Linked DNA regions of Hordeum vulgare: region 2 is linked to region 1. The links are chromatin contacts, called in public Hi-C maps. All regions are on one chromosome and are shown on one strand. Each heading gives the region's core, a stretch centred on a gene start, on an enhancer-like site or on the middle of the called end of the contact. The rest is flanking DNA. Distances are from core to core; before and after follow the strand shown. Region 1 has its middle 6.0 kb from the start of LOC123452268. Region 2 holds the start of LOC123452270 (senescence-specific cysteine protease SAG39-like).

Region 1 (3,784 bases), core at 566-3,065:
AAGTGGGGGTAGTCGAAGTAGTTAATCAACAATCGTTGATGTAATCGGCTTGTTGCGAACAGTCGTGCTAGGACACTTTCTTAAAACAATACCATCCTTCACCCAATGTAGGTTATCAAGGGGTGCAATTCCAAAGGTCGAGATGAAGCACCACACACACATGTGGTGAGACGAGGTGCTTGATTGAGCGTGTGTTGCTCTTTTTTCATGCCATAAGGAGGAATACAACAATTATTTTTTCTCCTCTTTCGTTAGCTATCCACATGGTAACAAAATCTTTGCACACGCCATACAAACCAAATAAGTCTCTGGGACATTTCAAGATTTAGTGGGTTAAGGTTATACATTATCAACTCTTCATCTCACCTCTATTCAATCTCCAAGACTCATTTGACTACCTTTGTCTGAATGTACTATTTGATATACCTATAGTCCGGTGAAGAACGGTTAAGGTTAGACACCCACCTATGCAAATAACCACACTTATACACAACACAACATAATAGAAATGCCTTGAATTGGCAGTTTTGCCCAAATGAGTTTCACTAAATATTGTTACTAACACTAGGTTCTAATAGATTACACTAGAGGTGGAGCATATAAGTCACATTCCTTAGATTTAATAGAGACCACTCGTTTTTAAATACCGTGATCAATAGTCTAGCTCACAGGCCCTCCTGCTCGAGAAAATAGTCATCGGAAGCAAGTGCACCACTGCAAAAAATTATATTTGGCACTTAAGGGTTATGGCACCAAATAAAGGCTTACACATATGCAACTCACAAATCAAATTTAAAACGGGGCAGCCCATAAAGACTGCATGTGGGTATTCTGATTTCAGGGACACCTTTTAGATGGTTCCTTTGGTTTTATGTTTTTCTTTTAGTGTTTATTGATGGTCTTTAACTTACATGGTTTCGACGTTTTTTATTTTCCCTTTTCATTTTAAAAAACATCATTTTTAAAGATTAAGACGTTTTTTATTTTCCCTTTTCATTTTAAAAAACATCATTTTTAAAGATTAAATATTTTTAAAATTTACAAACAATTGTTTCAGATTAATAAATGTTTTAAACCAATAATACTTTTGCAATTTTGTGAATTTTTTTCATATGCACAGACATTTAAAAAATTCACAAACATTATTTTCAAATTCACAGACATTTTTTAATTTGTGGACTTCTTATTAAATCCACAAAATATTGTGATTTTACCAAACAAAACTATAATTAAGAAAGAGATTTGGTATCCTTTTTTTCGAAGACAACAGTCACAACACATGAGGAACAACAAAAGCCTAGCAAAAAAAGTTAAACACGGAATCGGGTGAGGCAGCTAGACCACGCGGACGAGGCGTGACTTTTTATTAGTTCGACCCATGCGAGAAAATCCTATGCGGGAGAGCGACATTTGGCTCTCACTAGGGATTGGAGCGCCACCGCTGTAATGCCGCTTGAAAGTCATGTGCATGTTGTCATTTAAAAAAAACATGTGATCCTTCCTTCTATCTAAAAAAGCATCTCAGAAAAATAAAATCCTCACCTCCATCTAAAAAAACAAAAAAAAAATCATAGGCAAGCGCCAATTTGCATAACCCTTCATTTAAAAAATACGTGTCATCATCTAAAAAATATTTAAAAAATATTTACCTTTATCTAAAAAGTATCTTATAAGCTTTTTCACTGCGACCAACCAGCTTGCGTCACGTTACATAGCTGATTGGTTGCCAATCTTGCAGTGCTTAATGTATTTAATGGGACGGAACCATAGTGCAAATCCTATTCGGCGCTTAACGCGTCGAATACATGCAAATGCGCTCCCCTTCACTTGTTTTTGCAGTTGGACCGACCCATCTAAGCGTTTTGCGTTCCAGAAGCCCCTGTACCAATTTAGGAAAGTTTCTGGTCCATTTTTTCCTTTTTTCTTTTCTATAGGATTTCCACTTGGTTTTGCTAGTTCTATTTTTCTTTTTTTTCTTTATGCTTTTGGTTTTCATTTTTTTCATGAACATTTTTCAGGTCCACGAACTTTTTAAATATCTGTGTATTTTCAAATTCATGAACATCTTTCAAGTCCGTGATCATTTTTCTAAATCCGCATACTTTTGTGAAATCCATGATCTTTGTTTCAAAATGATGATTTTTCGAATTTGCATGTTTTAAAACTTCAGGAACATCCGTTTCAAATACACCTTTTTTCTTTCAAATCCATGATTTTTTTAAAAAATCCTTGAATATTTTTGCAAACTGACAAAAAAAATCAAATCCATATTCTTTGTTTGATTCCACTACATTTTCTTTCCAATTCCTTAATTTTAAGCCATTTTTTCAAACTCGTGAACTTTATGCAAATTGCTTGATTTTTTGGAATTCGTTTGAAAAAATTAAATTGGTGTGCACAATTTTTTTATTTTAACTACGTAAAAACAGGTTGTCATGTTAGTATAGTAGGAAATAGCGAACGAAAAAAACCCAGCAAACTCATGAGCGAGCGAGAGCGCGTGAGAGGGAGTAGATACTATTTGGCCATGGCCCACGAACGAATCTAGCAACTGTCAGCAAGGTTTTTGGTGAAATCACTAGTTAAAGGTTATTCAATGCAAATGTCACTCCCACTTTGTCTCATGGTTGTTGGTACAGGTCTCGACCTCAACGACGATGTTGTCAAATACTTTCCGGCAATACGCAGCGACGTAGCTCGATTACTTTCCGAGCCGCCGGATGGACGGAAGATGCCCACACCCACGTACAACTAACCTAAGCTAGCAAGCAGGCTGCTCGATGCTTTTTGTATCTTGCTATCTTGCACGCTTGCCAGGTCAAGTCGCCGGCATCGCTCAAACTCTCTCGCCGAAGCACACGCGATACTAAGCACAGGAGACGACGAGTTGGCCACAGGACCGTATCGATCATGATGTTTGTATTGCTTTGATTTCAATCTAGTTCAATTACAAGGGGTACATAGAATTATATAGTAGCTAACCTAGCCAACTACAAGTCCTACTCGGTGATGGTTACGAGTCCAAGCCAAACACGTCGTCGTGGTTAATTCCAACAATCACCCTCCTAAACACGATGTCCTCACTTTACAGCTTAGACGCCGATCCTTCGCGCATCTTCAGGAACTTCTGTCTGCCCAAAGATCTGGTAGGATATCTGCAAGCTGGTCGTTGGTGCAAACATAGTTGACGTCAATCTTGCTTTCTTCCACGCACTTCCGTAGGTACCGATACCTTGTATCGATGTCTTTGCGTCTATCATGACACACTTGATTCTTCCACAGAGAGATTGTAGACTTGTCGTCAATGTTGAGCACCACTCGTTCCCATTCCTTACATGTGAGGTCACCGAGTATTATTCCTATGCACACACCTTGACACACCGCGGTTGCAGCTGCAATATCCTCTTCTTCACGTGAGGATAATGCGACCATTTTCTACTTTTGTGATAGCCAACTCGCTATATTTTCTTCCAAGAAATATATCACGCCCAAGGTACCTTTAAGGTCGTCCACATCTCCTGACATGTCGCTATCACTATAGCCCAGTAGCTCCACCATCTTCTTCTTCTTCTCTCTCAAATAGACACAACAGAAGTTTGTTGTCCCATTGATGTACCTGAGTATATTTTCCACAACTGCCCATTGTTTTGTCGTGGGTGCTTCCATGAAGCGACTCAATATGCCAACGGAATGGGCCAAATCCGATCTTGTATTCGTGAGATACCTCAACTTTCGGACCACACTTCTATACTCCGTTGCATCAACCGCAGGTGCTTCACTTTTC
Region 2 (3,423 bases), core at 19-2,518, 150 kb before region 1:
GCGGCGGCACGACCCGTCCGTGCCGCGGTACGGGTAGGACGACTCCGTGGTCAGACCGCCGCGGTTGATCATGTACTCGAAGGCGTTGTCCATGAGGCCGCCGGCGCAGCCCTCGTCGTCGCCGTACACGTCGCAGTCCACCAGCTGCTGCTCCGACAGCGACACCAGCCGCCCCGTGCGGATCTTCGTCAGCCCCTCCACCGCCGCCACCGCCGAGAACGCCCAGCAGCAACCTGCATATGGATGTCACCCCACACTTATTTGATTAGACGATGAAACAGAGCCAATTAAGTTTAGGACATGTCGGAAATGAACAATTAAGAATGTACTCTACTCCAATCATTGAAGTAAAGTTAACGTTGACCCTCTTGCTGTCTGGGCTGACCGAAAAGTGCACGCATGACTTGTTTGTAGACTCTGGTCATCCCGGTAGAATCTCACGTCATTTTTTTACTTTCCCGTTTGACCGTACGCGCGTGTTGTCACTTGCAAATTCTCTTACAACATTTTTATTTAGAAATCTAAAAAAGTTCGATTCAGGTGGTAATTGTTCAGGTGCTTGCAATGTTCTGTAGCTTAATTAATATATGGATGCATCTGCAGTAGCGTGCGTGACAGTGTTGTCGTGTGTTTTTTTTGCTCAATGACAGTGTTGTCGTGTTTTATTTCTTTGGCTCAATGACAGTGTTGTCGTGTTGATCGTACGTACCGCAAGAGCCTTGGTCCTTGACGCCGGTGACGGCGCCCATGGCCCTCCAATCCATGCTCCCGGCCGCGTCGGCCAGGCTGAAGTTCTCGTACCTGAACCTCCCAGCGCCGCTCCCGGCGCCAGCCGCGGCCGCCGGCGGGCGCCGGAGGCCGGTCCTCGCGGCGCGGAACTCCTCGTCGGTGAGGTCGGCGAACCTGTTGGTAGCCAGCCGGTGGGTGCTGTCCTCCGCGGAGTTAAACGAGTCGATGAGCTTGGCGTTGGCGCGGAATACCTCCAGCCGCCGCGCCTTCTCCTCCTCGTTCGCGTACGTGCGCCCGTGCTCCGCCATCCACTTCTCGTGCCTCGACACCATGGCAGCCTCGACGGTGATGGCTTCGTCGCCGGCGAGCTGCCGCGCCGCCAGCGCACGGGGAGCGGCCACGGCGCTGCTCATGGCGAGGAGTGCGAGGATTAACGTGGACAGAGACATGGTTAGGCTGTGGGAGTGTACGGCGCCTAGAGCTAGAGCTCAGAGTGTGTGGCAAGGCTACGTGTTGCTTAAGCTACTTCTCGCTTGCCCAAATGCTGCAAGGATGGCATGGGTTTATATAGAAGGAAAGCTAGGCAGGGATTTTCAGGTGCATATTAAGGAAATGTACACGACCACACTAGCACCACATTCACGACGTCACTCACTCGCTCACACCCATACACGTCCTTTCACACTCTGTGCATGCACGCTACTGCCTTCCGTTGCAAGTTGCGCGTATGACGTATTTTGATTGTGAATTTTGACCCTATGAGCAAGTGATGATTACGAAATAGCAAAAAGAAGAAGATGTTTTTAAAGAAGAATCCAGACAATTTTGGGTAACCCAACATGTAAATTATTGTGTTAGTTATCGAGATCAAATCCTCACGTCGTGCATGTTGCAGTGGAAGGAGTACGCGCTAATGAGGACTCTGGTCCTTAGCAAGTCACTAGCATCATATTCAGGCACACACGCATGCGCAACTCTTTGCATATGCATGCAAAAAGTATGTTTGATTTGCGGCCACACGAGTAAACTTTGCGGACTATGTTGCCAACAAGTTTTGCAAGTGTTTGTGACCACATATTTTGTTTGGCTTGGCACTTTTTGTTTCAATTGAACAATTTTGTCACAAACATGTATATTACTGATTCATTTTCCCGAATTTGAAGCGCATAGCCCTCAGTGACTAGTATTTTTAAGCACGGTTCATAGACATGCGCACACCTTATCTCTGTAAACACCTTCAAAAGACTGTGTAGGCCCCGAATCTTTTTTCACTGAACACGCATCACTGAAAGACTTGAAATAAATCCAGAAAATACGACCACCAATACCAAGTCTAGGAATTAAAACCTATTGGGTTGGTTTCACCATAAAAAGTCCTAATTGTCCAAGCTATGATGAGTTCTTCCCAATCTACTAGTTAAGGAGAAGACAATAGCCTAGCCAATTAACGTGAATCATGCAATTGCAAGACTACACGTCTCCAACGACCTTCATGGAACACGAGAGCACACATGACACCACGATTTACCTGGCTACTGTAACGCCCGAGCCAAACCCACTAGTGCACCTACAAGTTTCTAGTCGTTGTACATGCCGACATGTGGTCTATACTAGCCTCACATACCAACATTGCTCACCTTGTTGACATAAGTAGTATATCATTTCTATTAAGGTGGAATGTCACATGCACCCTAACTCAAAGGAACATGCTGTTGGAAATATGCCCTAGAGGCAATAATAAATTAGTTATTATTATATTTCTTAGTTCATGATAATCGTTTATTATCCATGCTATAATTGTATTGATTGGAAACACAATACTTGTGTGGATACATAGACAAAACACTGTCCCTAGTAAGCCTCTAGTTGACTAGCTCGTTGATCAAAGATGGTCAAGGTTTCCTGGCCATAGGCAAGTGTTGTCACTTGATAACGGGATCACATCATTAGGAGAATCATGTGATGGACTAGACCCAGACTAATAGACGTAGCATATTGATCGTGTCATTTTGTTGCTACTGTTTTCTGCGTGTCAAGTATTTGTTCCTATGACCATGAGATCATATAACTCACAGACACCGGAGGAATGCTTTGTGTGTATCAAACGTCGCAACGTAACTAGGTGACTATAAAGATGCTCTACAGGTATCTCCGAAGGTGTTCGTTGAGTTAGTATGGATCAAGACTGGGATTTGTCACTCCGTGTGACGGAGAGGTATCTCGGGGCCCACTCGGTTATACAACATCACACACAAGCCTTGCAAGCAATGTGACTTAGCGTAAGTTGCGGGATCTTGTATTACGGAACGAGTAAAGAGACTTGCCGGTAAACGAGATTGAAATAGGTATGCGGATACTAACGATCGAATCTCGGGCAAGTAACATACCGAAGGACAAAGGGAATGACATACGGGATTATATGAATCCTTGGCACTGAGGTTCAAACGATAAGATCTTCGTAGAATGTGTAGGATCCAATATGGGCATCCAGGTCCCGCTATTGGATATTGACCGAGGAGTCTCTCGGGTCATGTCTACATAGTTCTCGAACCCGCAGGGTCTGCACACTTAAGGTTCGACGTTGTTTTATGCGTATTTGAGTTATATGGTTGGTTACCGAATGTTGTTCGGAGTCCCGGATGAGATCCAGGACGTCACGAGGAGCTCCGGAATGGTCCGGAGGTAAAGATTGAT

What was found. A called contact is a pair of places that touch in the nucleus more often than the background predicts.
Region 2: a contact with region 1 is called in a Hi-C map of leaf, with 2.9 times the contacts expected there. The contact joins the promoter of LOC123452270 here to the enhancer-like site in region 1. A contact is called at or near these places in 2 of 6 Hi-C or Micro-C datasets (leaf and seedling).

What each region holds. Positions count from the first base shown.
Region 1 is chr5H:527,904,487-527,908,270 of MorexV3_pseudomolecules_assembly, reverse strand. No RefSeq gene overlaps it. Among protein-coding and RNA genes, the nearest start is that of LOC123452268, 6.0 kb to the right of the region's middle. Within about 2 kb of position 1,815, at least 2 of the 3 cell types and tissues checked have open chromatin away from gene starts, as enhancers often do. A contact at or near this core is called in leaf, where this site is marked.
Region 2 is chr5H:528,054,979-528,058,401 of MorexV3_pseudomolecules_assembly, reverse strand. LOC123452270 (senescence-specific cysteine protease SAG39-like) reads right to left here and starts at 1,268. Exons shown (of 2, transcript XM_045128902.1): 1 at 710-1,268; 2 at 1-233. The coding sequence starts at 1,178.